4 separate regions of the Mus musculus genome follow, and all the other regions are linked to region 1. Evidence: chromatin contacts called from public promoter capture Hi-C data. All regions are on one chromosome and are shown on one strand. Each heading gives the region's core, a stretch centred on a gene start, on an enhancer-like site or on the middle of the called end of the contact. The rest is flanking DNA. Distances are from core to core; before and after follow the strand shown.

Evidence for each region. Promoter capture Hi-C pulls out the DNA fragments that hold promoters and counts their contacts.
Region 2: a contact with region 1 is called in a promoter capture Hi-C map of hippocampal neurons, with 2.6 times the contacts expected there. The contact joins the promoter of Nle1 here to the promoter of Ddx52 in region 1. A contact is called at or near these places in 2 of 39 promoter capture datasets (hippocampal neurons and pre-B cells) and 1 of 9 other capture datasets (liver).
Region 3: a contact with region 1 is called in a promoter capture Hi-C map of hippocampal neurons, with 5 times the contacts expected there. The contact joins the promoter of Appbp2os here to the promoter of Ddx52 in region 1. A contact is called at or near these places in 2 of 39 promoter capture datasets (hippocampal neurons and pre-B cells).
Region 4: a promoter capture Hi-C map of pre-B cells shows a contact between it and region 1, with 2.7 times the contacts expected there. The contact joins the promoter of Rffl here to the promoter of Ddx52 in region 1. A contact is called at or near these places in 1 of 39 promoter capture datasets (pre-B cells) and 1 of 9 other capture datasets (pancreatic islet).

What each region holds. Positions count from the first base shown.
Region 1 is chr11:83,939,152-83,944,989 of GRCm38.p6, forward strand. Ddx52 (DExD box helicase 52) reads left to right here and starts at 2,939. Exons shown (of 15, transcript NM_030096.2): 1 at 2,939-3,113; 2 at 4,092-4,290; 3 at 5,385-5,518. The coding sequence starts at 3,027.
Region 2 is chr11:82,906,507-82,912,070 of GRCm38.p6, forward strand. Nle1 (notchless homolog 1) reads right to left here and starts at 1,889. Exons shown (of 13, transcript NM_145431.2): 1 at 1,833-1,889; 2 at 1,586-1,729; 3 at 1,047-1,264. The coding sequence starts at 1,850. Unc45b (unc-45 myosin chaperone B) reads left to right here and starts at 4,747. Exons shown (of 20, transcript NM_178680.4): 1 at 4,747-4,853; 2 at 5,174-5,341. The coding sequence starts at 5,174.
Region 3 is chr11:85,231,953-85,237,839 of GRCm38.p6, forward strand. It overlaps Appbp2os (amyloid beta precursor protein (cytoplasmic tail) binding protein 2, opposite strand), which reads left to right and starts at 3,214. Exons shown (of 4, transcript NR_028329.1): 1 at 3,214-3,380; 2 at 5,188-5,295; 3 at 5,459-5,562. It overlaps Appbp2 (amyloid beta precursor protein (cytoplasmic tail) binding protein 2), which reads right to left and starts at 3,168. Exons shown (of 13, transcript NM_025825.3): 1 at 2,720-3,168. The coding sequence starts at 2,857. It overlaps Gm38935 (a long non-coding RNA gene), which reads left to right. Exons shown (of 4, transcript XR_003949582.1): 4 at 1-770.
Region 4 is chr11:82,868,463-82,874,316 of GRCm38.p6, forward strand. Rffl (ring finger and FYVE like domain containing protein) reads right to left here and starts at 2,748. Exons shown (of 7, transcript NM_001007465.3): 1 at 2,546-2,748. Rad51d (RAD51 paralog D) reads right to left here. Exons shown (of 10, transcript NM_011235.4): 10 at 4,601-5,854.

The DNA of each region.
Region 1 (5,838 bases), core at 1,689-4,188:
ACGAGCATGAGGAGTTCTATTCAGAACCAGGGAACCCATACACAAAGCAAGGTGCCATGTACCCACAACCCTAGCACCAGGGGTATGGGAGGTAGCTTAGAGTACAGTTGGATTCCTGACGCTCATTGGCTAGTAAGTCCAGCCAATTGGGGAAGCTTTGGATTCAGAAAGAGACCTTGTCTGAAAATAAATAAATAAACGTGGGACTGGAAAGATGGCTTATTGGTTACGAGCACTTACTGACTGGTCTTATGAAGGACATGGGTTCGGTTCCCAGGATTCACATAGTGGCTCAAAACCACTTATAACTCCAGTTCCAGGAGAGTCAATTCCTTCTTCTGACATTGGGGCACCAGGCACAAATATGGTGTCCATACATACATGCTAGCAAAAACACACAAACAATAAAATAAAATAATCCTAAAAATAAATGTGGAGGGTCAGAGAGTTGGCTCAGCAAGTAAACATGCTTGCCACCAAGCCTGAAAACCTGAAATCAATTCTTGTTAACTACAGGGTGGAACCAACTCCTGAAAGCTGGGTTGTGACCTCCACGCATGCTGTAGCAATGCATGATTACACATGAAATTAATATAATAAAATTTAATAAATATACAAAAGGGAAGTGCAGGTGAGGAGACACATTTGATGTCTGTCTCTGGACACACACATACATGTGCACCTACATGTGTGTATGTGCATGCATCAAAGTGCACACTCCAAAAAACTTGGATATATACCACACAGACACACTACAACACACACAGAACATTCACACACTCACACACTCACACACACATACAACACACATACACAGAGAGAGAGAGAGAGAGACTAAAAAATGACCACTTAATATGAAACAGATTTCATACTCAGCAAATGTATTTAGAGGCATGACACATTGCCTCAGCTTCAGAAATTTTAAAGTCTGTGGACCAATGTGGAGCTATAAGTGCAGCGCAATAGAAAAAAGCTACGGTAGAGGAACGTGGTCAGGTGTGATGGTACACGCCTGTGATCTCAGCACTTGGGAAGCAGACAAAGTTGGATCTCTGTAAGATTTAAACCAAGCTCCAAGTCCAAGTCCCTCCTTTTAAAGTAAAGGATATAGAGCACAAATTCAACGAGCAAGACAAATCTATTCTCTGGAAGAAGGAAAGTGAGCTGGCCATTGGTATAATGCTAAATATTTCCTAGTAAGGAAGGCCACCTACAGGGCTTTCCTCAGCTCCTGGGAGGTTAACTCTCTAGGGAACCATTAATACCATGGGGCTATAACTGGATGGGAGAGACCATAACCTCCACTGTATTAACGTGGATAAACTTTGGTCCTGCCTAAGCTAAATGCTACAAACGTCTTCACAGCCTTATCTGTTCTTCTGCATGGGTTCTCAGGATCAAAGTCAGATCATCAAGTTTGCAGGGTTGGTGTCTACCTGTTGAGCCATCTTCCTGTCTCCTCAAAATACTATTTATAGAGAGGGAGTAAATATATTTAAAAGAGTAAGATGTCCCCACTGTTAGCTGTAAGGAGGAGTCAGGGAAGAGATTTTCATGACATCTTATGCTCACTCCACATCTGCTCTCCTCGAGAATGAAAGTCTCACTAGAACTGAACTTTCCCCCTCTCCTCTCTATATCATAGATCTATCCACAAATGATATGGACATATGATGTTTGAGTCTATGCATTGTATTATTTATATTTTGATGTCTCCCAGTTTTGTTTCTCCAGCCTTCAGTCCTGAGCTTCAGACTCTTGGGTCCAAGTACCTAATTGGATGTCTTCACTTAATCAAGTAGAGATCTACATGTCTACAAACGTAACAATTCCATGATTCTCATTCTCACCAAAAGGCTGCTCTTCCTTTCTTCTTAGTTCAGTAAATGGCATGCCATCATCCCAGCTCAAACCACAATATTTAGCTACCTCTGGATCCATTTCCTCACCCTACACAAACTCCATCAGGTACATTAAACTCTATATCCAAACTGTAGCCCAAATCCATCCACATTTGAATAGCTATCAACCCAGATAAAAGCAACAGCTACTTTAGTCTCCATTTCTACTCTTATCTGTTCCATGTCCCTTCTCCAAATAACTCCAAATAATCATGTATGGCCCTTTCACGAATTCATTCATCAAACATTTATGGAAAGCAAACAGAACCAGGGATACAATCATAAAGCAAAAATAGATCTTCATGTTTGTGGACTTACATTCCAGAAGACAGGTTATACAAAACTTAAAAAGTCGAGTAGTTCAAACACAATGAGAATGAATCTAAAAATCAAATGGGATAAACTAAGATAGTTGCTCCTTCCATGAATTTTGGTTTTGCAGCATGTTTAGATTAAAACCTAAATACTTCATCATGCCCTTGTTACAGCGTTGAGACCTGGTTTGTTTGCCCCTGTAAGCTTAGCTCCAGCTACTCCAATTTTCTTTCCTTTCTTCATTTCTTCCTTCATCCCTCCCCCCACCCACCCCCTTTTCCTTCTTTCTGTGGCACTGGAGAGCAACTCAGATCGGCTTCTGTTCTAACAAGGTTTCAGATCCGTTTCCTTCTTCAGATGGGTTTTCTCTTCCCTGGAATGCTGTTCCCATGTCTTGGGAAAGTGGCCCCTTCTCAGTTCAAATTTGATTGAATTTAACCAATCTAACTAAACTAGCTTCTACCCCTTCTCAACCCATCACAGCTTTTAATTTGCCTCACGATGCTTTCCATTTTCCTCAGTTACAGTAACTGGTTAATAGTATCTCTGTCCTTTCTAAACGGTAACCGAAAATGCAGAATATTGGCGTGTTGCTCATCAAACTATCACTAAACGTCTAGCACACTCCCACGCACAAGAAGCGTCGATTTTGGATTTTGTGAACGAATTCCCAGCTCACACGTTTTCCACGCCTATCACAGCCAGGCTCCGCCTCCTGGAGCGACTTCCGCTACGGCCTGTGCGGAAGCAGTCGCGGATAGAAAGTGGTAAACGCAGGCGCCGGGAGGCCGTGGGGCCTTCTGGGTAAAGATGGATTCCTACGACCTGTTTCGCCGGCTTGGAGCCGGCGCCAAGTTCGACGTGAAGCGCTTCTCAGCAGACGCTACTCGATTCCAGGTACTTTCTGTACGCGGGGAGCCGCGTGACCGAGAAGGGGCGGGATCCGGAGATTGAGACCGCCGCCAACCGGGCAGCCGGCGCGCTGGAGACCCCGAGGCCAGGCTCCGATCACCCCCAAGCATTTCCCTCCTGGGATTTAGCTTAACCTAAGATTTACCCCAGACTTCTGAAGGACTGTTTACTGAGCCCCGGTAGACTCAGTTGAGCCTGGCACAGACATTTTGATTCCCAGGTATCTTACTTTACTCACAAAGTTGGAATCCTTTCCGAGACCCCTCTTAGAAACTAAGAAAGCACGCTTTCACTGTAAGCTACCCAAGTTTGACTTAATGTACAGATAGCTGTACTGCAGTGGAGAGTTGGGGTGTTTTGTTTTGTTTTTTCATCACTCTAACCAACCACATTTTAAGTAGCCAACCAAAAGTGTGATCCTGATATGCGGGGGGTTTCTTAAAGAAGTAGTGAGCATGAAAGGAAGTCAGTTGGGACTCACTTGTGAAACATTTTAAACATAAGCCTTACTGTAAAATACAGCCTTTGTGGAGGGTGATGTCTGTGTTTCTTCGTCCTGACTGCAGTGTTGTGGTTACATTTGAACCCTGGAGCAGGGATTTCTGGGATCAAATGCAGGGCCTGCTAGTGAATACTTCTGAGATCTTCACTAAGTTACTTGCTGGTGCCTGGATTTTTTTTTCCCCTCTTCTGTCTCACTGCTATTTACCTTGTAGGGTTGGTGTGAGGATGAAGTAATTTAATATCTAATAAATATCCTTGACGTGTAGTAAATGTATATAAATATTCATTGTTGTTGTTGATAGGATTCTGTTTGCCTAAACACACTACTTAGCTCAACAGAATCTTGTTTGAAAAGGTTAAAAAGGCGAATTACTGAACCTGCGTCCTCCGTACAGCCAGTCACGGTTGGATGGAAACAGTTCTGGCAGTAAATTTCATTTAAAACTTTTGGGGTTTTAGGTAGGAAAAAGGAAATTCGATTCCGAGTCTTTGGAGGTCCTGAAGGGACTAGACTTCTTCGGAAACAAGAAGTCCGTCTCAGATGAATGTGGAGCATTGCAAATACACCAGGAGCCCCCAAATGAGGAGAAAACACAAGGGGTCCTGTTGGAAAGGAGTAAGGAGCCCAAGAAGAAAAAGAGAAAGAAGATGACTTCAGGTTAGTATTGGCTTAATGCTCATTTTTTTTCCAGTTCCAAAACGGTGCAAGCTGGTAAGTCAGACAACACATACCTAGCAACCTTTGTTGATGCCATCTGGATTATACCTAGGTACTGGCTGTTACTTGCTACTGCAATGATGGTCATGCATAGCCTTTTGGACAGGTGTTGCTATTTCTGGAGAATAATAATCCTAATGTGGAGGTACTCTGTGAAAAAATATGTATCACTTCCTTAGAAGTTATGTCTCAGTGAAATTAAAAATTATGTCTTAATAATGCCACAGAGGAGATGGAGAGATGGCCTAGCAGTTAAAAGCACTGACTGCTGTTACCGAGCATACAGGTTGAATTCCCAGCACCCACATGGCACTTTACAATGCCTATAACTTTAGTTCCAGGGTATGGAATGCCTTCTTTTAGTTTCCCTGGTTACCTGGCATACATGTGATACTCAGACAAAACACTCATACCCATTATTTAAAAAAACAAAAAACAAAAAAAATCAATTAGAAACCTGGGCATAGTAATACTTGCCTACAGTTTCATCACTCTGAAGTTGGAGGAGGGAAGATCTGTAGTTCAAGGCCAGGCTAGACTTTGTAAAAAACAAAATATTCATTGAAGATCTTTGCTCACTACTCATAGAATTTTTTTTTTAGATTGTTCTCACATATTTGTTCTACCATACAAACATTAAAGTTGGCTAATCTAGTCATTAAGACAGTCAGGTCTACTTCTAATTGAGCCAGTGTTGACAGAAACAGGAAGAACTGCTGTTTCTATGATGTGGACAGCTCTAAGCATAGTAATTTCATTGCTATTGCACATGAAATCTTCCTCTATTACAGTAGTTTCTAGCTCGATGTTTGATGAACAAGCTGGCTGCCCTGTAGCCTGTGTATGCTCAGTCCATCTCCTGTTTGACACATACAGTTGTCTTGATGTTCAGAATTAACACAGCCAACAAAAGGAAGAGAGCAAGCCTGGGTGTTCTGTCTGCACCACGTTACAGCTCTCCTGTTCCTGGCCTTATGCCAGTTTGGCACACCTAATACTGCTGCACTTGATACCTTTGATTTTTTCAAATATAGAAGTTCCTGCTCAAGAAGACTTTGACGGTGGTATCCAGTGGACATCCTCTGTAGAAGCAAAGCTTCAAGATGAAAAAGTCAGTGGAGAGAAGAAGTTAACTTCAGGAAAGTTGGAACATCTCAGAAAGGAAAAGGTTCGAAAAATACCTTCACCTCCCAAAATGTACAGAGTTTTCACTGGACATCCCGTTTGTGAATTTATTTTGTTAAGATGGAAAGCTAATTATATTTGTTTAGGTTTTACTTTAATGCAGACTGACAGAAGCCATCTGTGCAGTGCCGGAGTGCTTGGTTACACTTATAGAAAGATCAGAGTTCAGTTCTGGTTGTTTATAGATACGTGGTGTATGTGTATAAGAAGTCCTGAGCTCCTCAAGTTTCAAGAAGAATAGTGTGCGTATAATTAAAAATTTCAAGTTTCTTGGACTGGTGAGATGACTCAGTGGTTAAGAAT
Region 2 (5,564 bases), core at 639-3,138, 1.0 Mb before region 1:
GGGGAAGAGAGGCCGCTTGACTGCTGCAGTGGTGGGGCCCACCCTGAGACACTGCGCATGGGTATTCCTGCTGCCTAGCCAACCATCTTCTGGGAACAGACTCTCCATTCCCTGAGGAGAAATAGGACACTAATGCCATCTAGGAAAAGACCCTAGGAGGCCACTTCTCTCTTCTTCCTTCCCAACAGGAACAGCTCACTCACTCCATTCATCCATCCACTTTGTATGTGTTTTTAATGCTTTTAAATCTTTATTCTACATGAACAGGCATCCTGCCTACACATGTATCTGTACACAATGTGCACATTGGATCCCCTGAGATTTGAGTTACAGACAGTTGTGAGCTCTTACGGGGTGCTGGGAATTGAACTCAGGCCCTCTAGGAGAGCAACCAGTGCTCTTAACCCCTGAGCCATCTCTCCAGCCCACCCCGCACCTTTCTTTTTTTTTTTTTTTTAAAAGACAGGGTTTCTCTGGTTAGCCCTGGCTGACCTAGAACTTGTTCTGTAGAAAAGGCTGGCTTAGAATTCACAAAGACCTGCCCGCCTAGTCTCTACCTCCTTGGAAATTTCTAGAAAAAGCTTTTGAAGCTTTTCATATTCTTCTGTTGTTGGAGGTAGAGTCTCTCTATGTAGCCCTTGCTGTTCTGGAACTATTTAGATCAGTCTGGCCTTGAACTCACAGAGATCCGCCTGCCTCTGCTTCCTGAGTGCTGAGATTAAAGGTGTGGACTACCACCACCTGGCTCAACTGTTCTTATTCTTAGAGTCCTACAAGAAAGGATTCATAGGGAAGTAACAGATGCAGAAACCTGACTTCGGAAAGGAGTAGTTCAAACCAAGATAGGCTCTTCTGAGCCAGGTACTATTCTTAGCCTTTGGGGACCAAACCCCAATAAGAAAGTCTGTTACTTGCAACGTGAGTCCAGACCCCAAGTCTATGACAGGCAGGCAGCCTAAGACCCTGTGAATAATAACTCAGGATGGTCCTCTCCACCTGTCAGAGGACACACCTCCACATCCCAAAGATTCTGCCCATGTCCTTACTTTCCTGTGGGGCTGAAGGCCACAGAAATGACAGCTTCGCTGTGACCCTCCAATGAGCTGGTGCACCGCGTCACAGCCCGGACCCTGAAGACAGCTTGGGGCTGGTAGATGATATCGACGATTTTCTCTGTCTCCACAGACTGGGACTCCAGCGTCTTCCCCAGGGAGGACACAATCTCAGCATCGTGGACGTAGAACGCCAGGGGCAGGGGCTCCTCCTGAAGGCAAGAACAGAGTAAAGAGGAACTCTGCTCGGAGGGATGAATGCCTGCCCTCAGCGGGAGTCGGCTCAATCCCAACTACTGCATACCACCATGCGACAAATTTAATCCCGCTGGGCATCTCTGTAAAATGGGGATGCTTATGTTGGGCTGTGACAAGAAGTCACGGAAACACTGCATCCGACGCGTTCAAAACACAGCCTGTCTGTAGGTGAGTCGGCGCGGAGAACATTTTTCCTGGGGCCGATCCACGCCACCGACACTGTCGGTGAGCAGCTGGGTCCCCGGAACACCGTGGCTTCGTTTTGGGGTGCTCACCTGGGCCAGCAGCGCGTTGCACACCAGCTGCAGCTTGTCCGGCGTGATGTCCACTGGCACGTCGAACGGGGAGCCCAGCAGCTGACCGCCCTCATCCTGGAACTGTACGAGCAGCCGCTGCACGTCGCCTGCCGCCGCCTCTTCCTGCAGAATCAAGCCGCGAGACTGTCAGTCCCCCTCCCCTCCCCTCGGGCCTCGGTACCCCACGCGGAGACCCGGCATCCCCGCCCCGTGCGCGTACACCTACCACCACCGCCGCCGCCATCCTGCGTCCCCACGTGGAGGAGAACCGAGGCGGAAAGACGGAGCGTTAAATCCATGTCGCGCCGGGCAACCTCCGGCTACAGCGCCCTCTCGTGTTCGGAGGAGTCAAGCCGCTCTCGGAGGCCGGGATTGCCAATGGTGGCCTCCCTTCGCGCCTTCTTTTCACAGTAGCGATTCTGGCCAATTTTAGTCTCCAAAACTCAGAGAAATTAATTGATTTGCCCGCCTAGCTCACAGAGGCAGGAGATGGTGGAGGATGACACTTCCAGGGTCCAGGCAGCAGGGGTGAAAATACAAACCAGAAAACTATTGGGTTGAGGCAGAAACTTTTATAGGTGGGCTTGTGGGATTTAGTTTGTGTATGTGTGTGTGTGTGTGTGTGTGTGTGTGTGTGTGTGTGTGTGTGTGTGTGTGCGCGCGCGCGCGCGCATGTATGCATGTATGTATTGAGATAGGCTGAGGGTGTGTAGCCTAAGTAGACCTTGAACTCCATGATCCTCTTGTCTGTGCCTCCCAGGATGGGATGCTGGGAATATCGGATGGGCCGCGGTGCCCAGCTGTTTTGGGATTTTTTTTTTCTGAGCTCTTTCAAGGTGTGGCCCTCTCCTGTATCTGCTTTTGCATAGGCAATTTATTCTGTCTGGAACTTTTGTGGACAGATTTGAGTCTCTGCTCTCCTCTTGTACAAGTTCAAAGAATATAGAGCCTATAAGGAACTATTAAATAGGTTGTGGTAGAACATGCCTTTAATCCAGGCTCTTGCGAGACAAAGACAGGCAGATAGATCTCTGAACTTAAAGCCAGCCTGGTCTACAGAGTAAGTTCCAGGACATTGAAGGTCTCCAAAAGAACTCCCTGTCTCAGACAAACAAACAAACAAACAAACAAACGAGACTAATAAAAGTTGAAGAAGGCCAGAGGGACCCGTGTGCTCTTTGGAGGCTTTTCCTCATCTGAGAACAACGACTCCATTTGCTAGGGACGCTGCCTTCTGGCCTTCTTCACATTGTTTATCTCTCGGCTTAAATATACTCATTCCTACATGCATACATTCATTCATCCGACAAAGCGAATTGAGCCTCTATTCTTTGCCAGATAGTGTTCTCAGAACTTTGCATAGATTAGTTCAATTACTTAGGGAAGCCTTTCCCAGGACCCTGTCTTTCTTTTTTTTCTCTTCTTTTTTTTCTTTTTTCCTTTTGGTTTTTCGGGGACCCTGTCTGTCTTGTCCTGTGTTTTCCAAGTTTTCCGGCATTTTCAGTCATTTCCTCATTATCAGTCATGTCCCCCGGTATATAGGGGACACAGAAGAAACGCTTGTGGACTGAATTATGAAATCAGGAATTGAATGTAGGATCCCTTGATCCAAACGCCACAGAACCAAAGCTTCTTTGCTTGCAGTGGGATCCTTTGTCAATACCTCATTGCTTGGACCACAAATGAGGTTCCAGGCTTGGGATCCATCCCATGAAAGCAGAGCATCTGTCTATCCACCCACCCACTTACCCATCACTATCCAGAAGCTGTGTGTTAGGATGGACGTGGCGCACAGCTCTGGTTCCAGCTATAGAGGTGGCCAAGGCAGGAGAATTGCTTAAGTCTAGGAGTTTGAAGCCAGTCTGAAGGCAGCTTCGAAAACAAAGGCGAGAGAATCAAGAAACAAACAAGCTCACGTGTTAGGACTAGGCCTTTCATTGAACAGGGCAGTGGGACCTGTCCAAGGTCACATAGCTGTGAATCCATATTCTAAACTCACAGTCATACTTGCAGAGGCTATTGTGGGTGTCCCTGTGTGTGGCTTTTCTTCAGTATCTTTCAGGTGTGTTTTGAAATATACTGGAAGTATGGGGAGAATAAAAGGGAGGGGAGCAGAGCATAAGAATGAAGATCCATCTATCTATCCCCCCACTCATTCATTCATTCATTCACTCATTCATTCATTCAAAACACCAGGGCACTGTCTGCCAGGCTTTGTACCTGGGATGGTGATAGAAGCTCCCCAAGAGCAATCTTGACCTCCTGGAGCAGACACCGAAGGACAGGAGAGTTCTGACTCTCCATGAGGAAGGCCTTTTAAAGTTGACTGAGGAGAAATAAGCAATGCCAGCTCCCAGAGACACCCATCCACCACGGTGATGGCCACTTCTGTAGAGGGAGCCTCTTCTTGTCTTGGGAGAGATCTGGATCCAAGGAAGGTGGGCTACGGTCCTTGAGCTCAGGGGATTCCAGGTATGACTTAGTCCTTACCCTAGGAGGATGGAATCTAATCCAGAGGAAGAGAGCCGACATCCAAGGGAGTCACAGCCAGATGGGGGACTGGGTGTGTTCATCAACGCAGACAGGGAGGGATGGAACACAAGCATGCTCAAACGGCAACCTGCTCACACACACCCGCTCAGACACGAGTCAGCAAGTCCTGCTGGGCTGTGAACAAGTATGAAGAGAAGCAAGAAGGGATCTTCCTCTGCTCTGCTCTCCCCCTCCCTCCAGAGAGTCCTTTCTGGAAGTCTCCAGAGGGACCTGGGCAGCTGCTGTGTGTCCAAGTCTATCAGCCCCTCAGCTGTCACTCTACTCCCAAAATAGCAGTAGTAGTGGTGATGGGGGGAGGGTTGTTTATCTGGGGACGGAGGTGGGGAAGGGGCATTATAACTTGCCTAGGCAGGGCAAGTCTCCAAGGGATATTCCTGTCTCTTCTGGATCTTTCTCCCACACTTTGAGGTATGAGTCTAAAGTCTTCCAGGACTGCCCCTGAGCGAGGTGTTCGAGGGCCAGAGGCGAGTCACCCCCTTCACGTGGGCATGGATGTCCAGTCCAGGCAGGGGGAGGGCCCTGTATCAATGACAGCTTCCAGGAGCACCTGCCCCTGTGGCCAAATATAGTCTGGAGTCACTGGCTGGGGTGATAAAGTCTGCAGGGTGGGGGCTGGGAGCAGCAGATCAAGCTGTCTGAGGTGGACCGCAGAGCTCAGAGCAGTGCCTAGGAGGAGGCATCGTGCAGAAAGACTGTGAGTAGGCTGGGAGCCTGGGTAAGGAGAAGATGGGAGGACTTTCAGGCCTTCAGGCCTGCTTTGGTTGAAAGAGACAGATAGGGAAGCTTAGGGACTCTGACAACCCTTTCAGTGGGAGTCAAGCCCCAAACAAACACCAATGTCCTTTGGAAGGAGTGGTCAGTGGATTTAGGGGGGCTGGAGTGGATACCTTGCCAGCAGAATTACTATCCTACACTGCGAAGAGGGAAACCTGGGGCCCTAGCTATCAGGCTAAAAGCCTTGTCCTGGGTGTCCAGCAAAAGGCTGACCACACAGGGCTGTTGGTGTCCCCGCAGATGGCAGAGGCTGAAGCGGCACAGCTGAAGGAGGAGGGGAACCGGCATTTTCAGCTCCAGGATTACAAGGCGGCCACCAAGAGCTACAGCCAGGCCCTGAAGCTGACCAAGGACAAGGCTCTGCTAGCTACACTCTACCGGAATCGGGCAGCCTGCGGCCTGAAAATGGTCTGGGACAGGACAGCGTGGGTGGGATGAGGGAGGTTAAGGCTGGAGGCAAGGCTGTGATGGCCTGACGGAAGTGAGCCATCATCATCCTCACTATGCCCTCTAGACCCCTTGAGTTGGCAAATGTGCCTCCTGTTACCCCGGCCACTGCTCTAGAGAAGCAGGAATTCACCAGTCACAGTTGGCCCAACACAGGTGCTTTTCATATGTTGGGCCACTCCTC
Region 3 (5,887 bases), core at 1,964-4,463, 1.3 Mb after region 1:
TGAAGGCAGCTATAGTGTTCTCATATACATAAAATAAATAAAATCTTTAAATAAATAAATTTTTTAAGACAAGGTCTCTCTGCATAGTTCTGACTAGCTTGGAACTCCTCACATATGTATAGACCAGGCTGGCCTCAACTCACGGAGATTTGTCTGGCACTAAGGCCCTTAAATCTCAGCACCAGGAGGCAGAGGCAGGTGTATCTCTGAGTCAAGAAACCAGTCTGGTCTTCATAGAGTTCCAGGCCCGCCAAAAAAATTCTGTCTTAAAATAAATACATAAAAAGTTAAGAGAAGGGCTGGTGAGATGGCTCAGCGGGTAAGAGCACTGACTGCTCTTTCGAAGGTCCTGAGTTCAAATCCCAGCAACCACATGGTGGCTCACAACCACCCATAATGAGATCTGACCCCCTCTTCTGGTGCATCTGAAGTCAGCTACAGTGTACTCATGTATAATAATAAATCTTTGGGCCGGAGCAAGCAGGGACTGAGTGAGCAGAGTTGACCAGAATGGCGGAGACAACCGGAGCAGGCAGAGGTCCTAAAAATTCAATTCTCAACAACCACATGAAGGCTTACAGCCATCTGTTCAGCTACAATGTATTCACATACATAAAATAAATAAATAAATACATCTCTTTAAAAAAAAATCTGGGGATGTAGTGTAGTAGACTGCTTGTGTAGCATGAACTAGACCCTAGATTCAACTTCCAGAACAGTAAAAGCATAAATAAGACAAAGAAGGGCTAGAGAGATAGCTGAGCAGTTAAGAACACTGACTGTTCTTCCAGGTCCTGAATTCAAATCCCGGCAACAACCTGGTGGCTCACAACCATCTGTAATTGGATCTGATGCCCTCTTCCGGTGTGTCTGAAGATAGATACAGTGTGTACTCATAAATAAAACAAGTAATTCTTATTTTAAAAAAAAAGGAAACAAGTTTTTGCAGGGTTATACTCTACTATACAGGTGAATTTAGTTATAAGACGTAAACAAATGTAACAGATGACCGTATTTAACCCAGCTCCAAGCCCTGCACCAAGGTCCACATCAAGTATCTGACTAAAAAATAAAATGTTCCCAAAAAAGCAATATGAAAACTCTGACCTACACAGAGACAGGACACAGGCCAAAGCATACTCACTAACAATAATCTTCAAAGGAAAGGCTTTAATTTCAGTGGAGGGTACTAAAAGATACTAAAAGCATTTTGACAGAATTCAGAGAGTAAGGGTATTTTTACTGGTTAGATTCCCAGTGACTTGCTCTAGAAGGTGTACACTATACATATGACTTAATAAAATCAACAGAAATAGCACATACTGCAGCAGTTTTCCAGGTTGAGCAAAACAAATTAATTTGTCCTTGGTACCGATGTAGCCTAAATGCATAAAACTAACATTAGTCACACACAAGTAATCAATGTATCAAAACCATTTGGAATGGAGGGAGGTTTCCTTCTAAATCGAAAAATTTTAACACATGCTGTCAAGATGAATCTTCTCCAGGTATTTAGGAGAGAAATGAGTTTACCTGTTAAGTAAGGGTTGGTGCAAAGCAGCAGCAGGGTTTATAGACTGCAGTATGTCAGTTGCTAATTCTGAAAGAATGTTCTCAAGCTGGAAAAAGCAGACAATCTCTCTAATAAAACAAACGCCCTAAAACACCGAACAAAGATAAGAATATACAAATCTGCTAAATATCAAATTACACTGCTGGGAGACAACTAACTAATCAAGTAATACTAAAGATCTAAAAATAAAAGCTCTACTGGTCATATTTTGCAAAAGTGGCTACTGGAAACTGAAATTCTCGCTGACTCAAAGCAAGGATCCCTGAATAAGGCCAGTGTTCACACTCAAACGTGGGGGAGAGGAAAAGGGAGGCTCCGAGTCCATAAAGTTCTCCTCCCTCTCAGAACACTGCAAAAATTGTCCACGTCTATGAACACTTACCCTTGAAACTCCTTGGAGAGCAACTTGGGACTTTCTGTGCAGATTTTTGAGAGGGAGCGACGCAAGAATGCTGCAAAATCGCACTTTTCATACACATTGGTATAATTCAGATTTCTACTTCTTGCTTTCAGGGAATTTCACTGCGTCCTTTCTAAAGATCCAGTCTATTACTAATCTATTAGTAAAATTCCCAATTTAACCCAAAGTGTAAACCGAAAAACCAAAACAAACCTAGAAACCACACAAAAAAGCTTTCAAGGATATGCAAATGAAGCCCACAGACCATTTTCATTAAGCCCTAACTAAATCATTTCGGATTGAAAGAAAGGAAAGGGACGAAACTCGGATTAGAGAAGGGAGGGGAAAAAAAAAAGAAAAAGAAAGAAAGCAGTTACTCGGGTAAAGAGGATCGACGAGATGACAAAGTAGGGAGAATTAGGGGTGGAGCGGAACAAAAAAGTCCAGCTGATACAAACACTAGAGAAGACAGAAAATACCCCAGCGACTAGAGGACCGGGTGGGACTCGGCTGGGTCAGGCATTCCCGCAGGCCTACCCTGGGGCCCCTAAGGGGATGGCGGATAGCTCTCACACAAGAACCCCCCCGGGCCGCACAGACCGGGAGGCAGACGCGGGGGTGGCGGCGTATCGGAAAGCGGCCACCGCAGCCGACGCTACCTCGAGAGCTACAGGCCGGGCCGTGGACGTGGAAGGGGGTGCGGCCCAGGAGCAGCGGCGGGGTCCGATAGAACAGATCGCCTGTACCTTGTAGTAAACGTCGAACTGGATATTCTCCGGCAAGGAGCGGATGTCGCGGCGCGAGCGGATGTAGTTGTCCACGACAGCGGAGATGGCGGTGTTGTAGAGCGTCTCCGGGATCCACTCGAGCTCCACGGCCGCCATCTTCCCTCGCTCCTCCTCCGCCTCCTCCCGCAGGCCTCCGCCTCCCTCCGTAGCGAACCCGTGTGAGGCTCCGGAGGCTTCCGAGGGGCGGCGACCACGCGGGCGAGCGGGCGTGCGCGCGCCTCTCGGACCCGGCTGCCGGGCCTCTGCGTGCGCGCGCGGCCTGAGGGCAGATGGTGCTGGCGGTAGCGGCGGTAGCGGCGGCCACGGAAGATCCGGACGAACGCAGACCACGACCGTACCGAGAGCCTCACATTCCCAACAGGAGAGCGAGCCCAGTTCCGTCCAGGCTCTCAGCTCTGCATGGGCGGGGCTGCGTGTGTGCGTCATGACGTCAACGCGCGACGCGCCGACGCGCCCGGGAAGGAATGCGGCAGGCGGAAAACTTGCGGAGAAAGAGCGCGGAGCGTCTGAGGGGCGCTGGGTGCTTGTTCCTAAAGGACGAGACACCGGGGAAGCTGGGCGGTAGTTGGAGTGGTGTTTTATCCAGCGTGCTGTGGCTCTCCAACACAGTCTCGTTTCAGTGAGTTTTTCGACGACAGCCCTCTTCAACTTTAAGAATTGATCTTTTAGATCAACGAACTTTAGGACTGATCTTTTTTTCACAAAAGTGCACAGCACGGACGGGGCATGGTGGTGCACTTGGAATGGATCGCTTGGGAGGCAGAGGCAGGGGTATCTCCTGAGGTCAAGGTCTATGGAGTGAGACCCTGTCTCAAACAAAGAAAATCTATATTGAGGGATGTGGTGGCCCATCACTTTTATCCCAGCACTGCAGAGACAGAGGCAGGTGGATTTCTGTGAGCTCCAGGCCAGCCTGGTCTACAGTGTGAGTTCCAGGCCTGTCCCTCTTGCTCTGGCCCTGTTGTCTCCTGCTCTACTCGCTCAGCCCTAGCTCATAGATTCTTTTTCATTGGGGATGGTTGTGAGCCACCATGTAGTTGCTGGGATTTGAACTCATGACCTCCGGAAGAGCAGTCGGTGCTCTTAATCAACTGAGCCATCTCACCAGCCCCTATCCAATTTTATTTTATTTTAAATTTTGGTTTTTCGAGACAGGGTTTCTCTGTATAGCCCTGGCTGTCTTGGAACTCACTTTGTAGACCAGGCTGGCCTCGAACTCAGAAATCTGCCTACCTCTGCCTCCCGAGTGCTGGGACAATTTTCTTTTTTCTTTTTTTTTAAAAGAAGAAAAATTTGTTTAACATGCCCTGGCTCTCCTAGAACTTTATCTGTAGACCAGGCTAGCCTCAAGTCACAGAGATCTTGCTGCCTCTGCCTCGCTAGTGCTGGGATCAAAGGTAGTTGCCAGCATTTTTTTACTGAGCAATCATTCAAGCCCCGTTTCCCCATTTTTGCATTGAAAAAAAAAAGAATCTATTAAATGTTTTGGCTTGCCTACCAAATTCTTCTAGTAGTCTGAGAATGCATGTCAAACAAATGGAGAAATGCACTTTAAATCCAGTGAAACTGATTAACCATACACACATTTAAACTTCTTCAGTCCTGTGATTTCTTAGGCTATAATTGACAAACCTGGGAAAGCTGTAGTCAGCCTCAAAATAGGGTTGACAGATTTATCAAGTTTAAAAAAAAAACATAGAAACCTCTAAAACACCCTTTGATTGATTGATTGATGATTGATTTTGAGTCAGGGTCCTACTTATGGGCATGGCTGGCCTGGAACAATAACTTGTTAGCTTTGGATTTAAACTTGCACTGATTCTCTATCTCCCAAGACAGGGGGTGGGGGTGGAGGCTGGTGGGTAGCAGTGAACTCAAATTTCTGTTGTTTGGTTGTTTTTGTTTTGGGGAACGATGGGGGGGGGGGTGTTATTTGTTTGTTTTTTAGAAGTAGAACTGGAGCTTTGCTTTGGAGTCCAAACTGACATGGAACAGGGAATCTTGTCTCAGTCTACTGAGAGCTAGGATTACAGGCCCCTGCAGCCATGCTCTGTTGAAAGTTTTTAAGATGTATGAGCCATGACGTAGTTTTACCTACCCCTTTAAGATCATAAAGAACATAGTTCCTGCTGGGCTGTGGTGCCACTCACCTTTAGTCCCAGTACAGAGAGGCAGAGGCAGGCAGATATCAAGGCCAGCCTGGTCTCCAAAGGAAGTTCCAGCACAGCCAGGGTTACACAGAAAAATTCTGTCCCCCCCAAAAAAACAAAACAACAACAAAAGAAAGAAAAAGAAAAAACATAGTTCCTTTAGCAAATCCTACATTAGTTTTCGGGCTCAAATATATTTTTGGATCCCTTTCGTATAAAACTATATAACTATTCACTATGACCTATTAAAACATTATTATCTATCTCCACTTCCAGTTTAAGTGAATACCTATATTTTATCCAGCATCTATATTCAAGGGATTCGTGAAAGAATGCAGATCTCTTAGGATATTTCATCAGAATCAGAACCGGGATGCAGATTCTGTGAGTAGATGAAGGGTGTCAGACAAACATATCCATCGCTGTAAAATCGTAGATGCTGATAGTCAAAATTAGAGATTTAAAAAGAGGGCTGGGAGCAGCTTGGCAGAGAAGCATAGGCATGCACAAGCCCTGCATTTGAACTCTGTCTTTAATTTGGGAACAGACCTCTTGATTCCTTTATGGCTTTGAAACAGAAGATGTTATTAAAACATGCAAGATGCCCTTGGGAGCCTTGGTCAAGAGGACACAGCCTGGGTCACAGGCGGGGTGAGTAGTAGGGGCATCAAGTTCCTTGGGACAAGGTTGATCTTTGCCACCAGGATATCTGATTTCTTCTTCTTGTTTCTTCACTTCCCACAACTACCTAGCAAACAACAACCCACCACCACCAACCCCACCTCTCCCTCTCGGGGGCCCTAGCATTTATATACGCTCGGAAAAGTCCCCAGAATTCCAAATAGCACACACTTGCCAAGACTACCTGCAGCTGACAAAATGGCACCCTGGCTAGAGCATGAGGCAGATCATAGCCAGCTTCGGTGGGCAACCCCACATACCACACTGGGGATTAAAATGAAAACACATTCTTATA
Region 4 (5,854 bases), core at 1,498-3,997, 1.1 Mb before region 1:
CTGTTCTCAGAAAGCTTAAGTTCTTTCTTTCTTTCTTTCTTTCTTTCTTTCTTTCTTTCTTTCTTTCTTTCTTTTTTTAGTTTTTTTTTCTCTGTAGCCCTCGCTGTCCTGGGCTACGGTTGTAGTATGGGCAAAACCCTCAGTTCCACCCCCTCCCACCACCAGCTCCCTACACAGTGCTAAGAACCAGTAGCCTCCACCAAGTACTCAATTCCAACGCAAGCAAAGCAGCCCCTCCCTTGAGACTTCACTAGGAGCAATCTAAACGGTCTAGTCTCATCAAACTGAATGATACTCCAACTCTAAACTCTAGAGACAGACTGTGAGGTGCAGCAGTTAATCTTTCTCTCCTCTCCAAACATAAATATATTACCAGCACAAGTTTGGCGATAAAAGTCCCTAACACCCCATTAAAATAACAGCAGTATTAAAGATTCTATGATAGGAATAAAACCCAGTGTACCTAGCTCCCTCCCCAGCATTCCTTAGGTTTATGTAGATGATGTCAGAAAGTAGCAGGTGTGGCTCACACAGTCCAAAGTGGCTGCATTAAACTTCACAAGTCTCCTGTAATTGGAAAGGAAACCATCTTTTTGTTAATGTTGCTATTTGTTAAACATGTCAATGAAAATCCCTTTACCAGGCATTTCTATTACATGTTACTAAGTACTTAGGTCAATGGGCTTGGTGGATAGAAAGTTTGAAAACACTTAAGCCCTGGGCCTGGTGGCGCAGACCTTTTATCCCAGCACTTGGGAGGCAGAGGCAGGTGGATTTCTGAGTTCGAGGCCAGCCTGGTCTACAAAGTGAGTTCCAGGACAGCCAGGGCTACAGAGAAACACTGTCTCGAAAAAAACCTAAAAAGAAGAAAGAAAGAAAGAAAGAAAGAAAGAAAGAAAGAAAGAAAGAACTTAAGCTTTCTGAGAACAGCTTTCTCTTTTTTTGTTTTTATTTTAGCACTTGGTTAAATTGGTCAATTTGATGGATTTACAACCCTGGATCCCAGTGTAAAGAGTCAGGATCACAGCTAATCAATATAAGAACTTTTTTGTTTTTTGGTTGGATTTTCCAAGACAGGGTTTCTCTATAGCCCTGGCTGTCCTGGAACTCACTCTGTAGACCAGGCTGGCCTCAAAATCAGAAATCCGCCTGCCTCTGCCTCCCAAGTGCTGGGATTAAAGACGTGCGCCACCACTGCCCGGCCTAAGAAGTTTTAATGTACTGGGCTCTGTGATTAAACATTAAGGTGAGTGTGTATCCTCTGTTACATGGACATCTTTGAACACCATCAAGTTATTAATTAGCCCTGACACATCAATCTGCTACTGTCCTCCAATAAACCACAACTTTTTAACTGTACTCTGGAGTCCAGAATTAGCAAATATGAAATTTTACAAACAGTTGCTAACATTAGAAAGAATGGGGGGGGGGGGGAGAGGAGGGAAGGATAAGGAAGCTGCCACAAAGGAAATATACGGCCAGTTTTGGTCTTAGAACTCTACAAACTGCCCAGGACATAGTCCCCTTCCATTCCTAGAAAAATGCCACAGTATTCGAACAGCCTTGCCCACATTTCAGTATACTGAACTGTCAAGGCAAGAACCACCATGCAGCTCTCAAAAGTGGCGACAGGAAGTCTCTCGGTTCTCCAAGCCACCAGCCAAAACATACATAAGGAGGTTACTATTTTCTTGGAAGGCCACACGCATCCTGGGGTGTTTGTTCATGCGTCACTCTAGCCTTTAACCAGGGCACAGAGTGTGAGTTGTGGGTAAAACCCCATTTCCGAGCTAAGAATAATCTTCCCCGTGGTGGACTGAGAGGAATGTGGAAATCTTCCTCGATTACACAACAGCACCCCCCCACCCCCATGACAGCTTTAAAAAAAAAAAGAAAAAAGGAAGAAGTACGCTGCTGTTGTTTTTTTCTACCGGTCTTAAATCGGAGCTCAAACAGACGCCAGGAAAGGCTGTGGACTCCCCTGATCTACCCAGACTTCCCCATGCCCGGTCAAATGTCTCCTGGGCAGCCAGCTGGAGAGGGGCCCTACTTCCCTCTGAGTCTCGGCCAGGACCACACAGTGGCGACCTAACACACGTCGGGGACAGAGGTCGACTCCCAAGAGGCAGACAGCAGACTCTGGCAGGGAGGAGGGAGGAGGGGAGAGCAGCATCCCAAACTTCCCATCTAACCTCCAAACTCCGAATCTCCAGGGTCCTCCTGGTAGAGAGCCAGTGCCGCCAAAGCTCTGCCTCTGTAGACGGTTTTCTGTCCTACAGAAATGCATCCTTCCCCAGGACCTACCGGGTTCTTACGACACTTGGGTACAAGTTGAGGACACACGTCCCGGGTTACGGCGCACACAGACGAAATGCTTTGCGGCACTTTCATGGGACAGGTGTGGGGTGACCTGGCGGTGGGGAGTTCCTGGAAAGGGCTGCCCCACTCCCGGAGCGCAGCTGGATCCTCACACCCCCCGGAGCACAGCCTGAAGCACCGGATCCTCCAGCCCAACCCGCCACAGCCACAGCCACCGCCTCCTCACCTGCCGCGGACGCTGCCGGGCCACACCTGGGACGGCAGAGGCCAGATCCCGACCGCGGCCACTCAGGCAGCGGGGCTGCGGGGTCTGCGGCCGCCGCAACTCCACGCCTGAGGGGCGCCCGGGTGCCCGAACCACATCCTCACGGGCGGCCCCAGGAAGTCCACCCCCACTAACCCAGTCCCCCGCGGCTCGGCGTGGGCCCCGCCCGTCCAGCGTGCGGCCCCGCCCTCCCGGCTTGCGGCCCCGCCCTCCACCCCACCCCCGCGGGAGCGCACGCCCCCGCCACCATAGAGAGGAATCGGGCGCGCGGCGGTCTAGAGTGCAAGCCTCCGCGAGCGCCCTCTGTCGGAGCCCGGCTAGGTGTGGAGTCCCCAGTCTAGGCCGAGCCAACCAATCCCTTATGTGGTGATCTTGAGCAAGTCCCTTAAGATCACTAACTAGCTTTATAGTAAAGTTTGAATATTGAACCCTTGATTTCATGTTTCATCGTACCCGACAGATTTCCAGAACCCCAGACTCATCTAATTTATTAAGTTTCTTGGCGATATTAAAAGCCAATTCAGTGGGGCATCATAACCTGTCTTTTCCTCCTTGGATAAGCTACTTTCATGTTAGGAAGGTGGGGACACAGCTGAGAAAGGTTGCAGTACAATAAAAACGACTGCTAAGAAACCACCCAGCCATCGTTCATCACCCGTGCACCTTTTGGCAGGCACTTAACCTTTCCAATATCTTCCCCATCCCAGAAAGGCCGGTTGGGCCCGCACATTAAATGAGATAATGCACAAAGGCCTTAGTAAAGCATAAAACACCAGGGTAGCATAGGGGATCATTAGCCAGTGATCTAAGAAGATGCCTAGTCACGGAAGTCATATAAATGCTAATTCTTCTGGCTGGTGTCTAGTGACATCATTTTCTTATGCTTCAGGTTCCCATCAAAGACCTCTCAGAGTTTTCCTGAGCAATTTGTATTTTGATTTATTCAATATTTTGGTGCTTGGGATTTTTGTACATACTAGACAAGTGCTCTACCACAGTGCTACCCCTTGTATTTTAAAATAAAGACTATCAGAAGGGAACCAGAGCTAAAATATGTGCATCCGTACCAGACTCACTTTATAAGCCCTTTGCTATTTCCAGTTCTCAGAACACCCCAGCACGCTCTGTACTGTTATATGCTTGTTATCAACAAGGATCTACATTTTAAGTAATTTTCGAGCTTCCACACAGAGAAAAGCAGAACTCAGATGCAAAACTCTTTCTTTCTCCAACCTGGAGTGTACAGGGAGCCCCGCCTTCTAAGGACCCCTGGCACCTGAGTTGGATGTTCGCCCCTTGCCCCTTTCTCCTGCCTGCTTATTTCTGCAGCTTCGCTTTGCTGCAGTTCCCTATGAGCTCCGCTTCTCTCCGGACTTTTTCCTCCACAAAGGTGTATATCATTTTCTCCCTTCCCTTTCTGGTTTCCGTTCCTTTGACGCACCAACATTGTCCATCCTCTGATATTTCTGAAATGGGTCTGAGCGCCGTGCTGGAGACACAGGTTCTTCACCACACTGTCCATCTCTGGATATGAATGATAGCCACAGACATGTAATAGGTCCAAAACAGAAGTGAAAGGAGATCCAGACCTGCGATTTTTGTTGTTGTTGTTGTTAACTCACAACCAGAGTGCCCAGTTCTGAAAAGGAAGTGCACTTACCCCCCACCCCACCCCACCCCACCCCCAGTCGGACGATAATCAGGGCCTGAATTCATGGTATCCAACAGAAATCCTTTTTTCAGGGCCCTCTGGTCCATATTGTGGCTAAATCATCCGACTGCTGCTAAATAATGAGCAGCTTACTGGAGCGAGGCCTCGGACCCACACCCCTCCTTTCTCCACCTTAGGCGTTATCACCATCACAATTTTTCATCTTTATCGTGCCCTTCCGCAGAGGCATTCAATAATGTACCCATTGTGCGAGTAATCTGAAATCCTTTTCGGCGAGCAATAGTATTTAGTAGTAATAAAACACTAATTTGTCTACCAAGTGACATATTTATAGGAGCTGTTTCCTTTGACATATTTTTATTATTTCTACTCATTTGCTAAGTACTTTCCAATACATATTTATAAAGCACACGCCTTTCCCCAAACAGCACTGAAAAAATAAATCACATTATTTCTTTTATTAGTAGCAGCAAGGCTTCTAAGTCCTAGTGCCCTGATTTCTGTTACTTCTGGCAGGCGCCAGAAGAACTAATAGTGATGGAGCACCTACTATGTGCTAGTCTCTCTGTGAAAGGCACTTTGCATAAATCACCTACTTAACTCCCCTGAGATACACATTTTACCAATAAGGAAAATGTAACTCTGTATAACATAGATTTTTACCAGTAAAACAAACACATTATCTTGTCCAAGGGGACTCTGGCAGGAAGAGTGCAGCAAGGTACTAAACCTGGGTCTTTCCTTGATTCCAAAGTCCTAAATCACCAACCATGGGCCACTCTAACATCTCAGGATATGACTCTCCATAAAAATCAGCCAGACATCACGGCACACACACACACACACACACACACACACACACACACACACACACACACACACACACACACGTCAATATGTCAAGCTGTTGACAGCTGGTGAGGGCACACACCTTTAATCTCAGTACTTGGGAGTCAAGAATCCTACTCTTTTACAGAGAGATAGATGATAGGTAGATAGATAGATAAATAGAGGCATTAATGGTGAATGTTGTCTGTCTGTATGTGCGGAGCTGGTGTACTAGATATTAAAACCAGGACCTTAGACATGCTAGACAGTGCTTTACTACCTGACTGATACTATACCTTGCTCTTATTCAAAATAAGGGACTGGAAGGATGGCTCAGCTATTAAGTGCATTTGTTGATCTTGCAGAGTATCTGGGTTTAGTTTGCAGCTACTATATAGTGGCTCCCAAATACCTGTAAGTCTAGTTCCAGGAGATCCAATACTTTCCTCTGGCCTCCATAAGCACCAGGTACACACAGGGTGCACATATCTACATGCAGACAAAACATTCATATACATAAAATAAATAAATCTTTTGAAAGATAAAATGAATAAAACAAGCAATGGAGGAAACGAAGCCAGTTGAGTTGACACAGACCTATAATCCAGCAGTCTGGAGGCTGAAGCAGGAGAACTGAAGGTTCAAGATCTCACCAGGTCAGACACCTTTTCTCCAAAAAGTAAAAATAAAAAAATCATATGTGTGTATGTCTTGGTCTCTGTTCTATTGCTGGGAAGAGACACTATGATCAAGGTGACTCTTAGAAGATA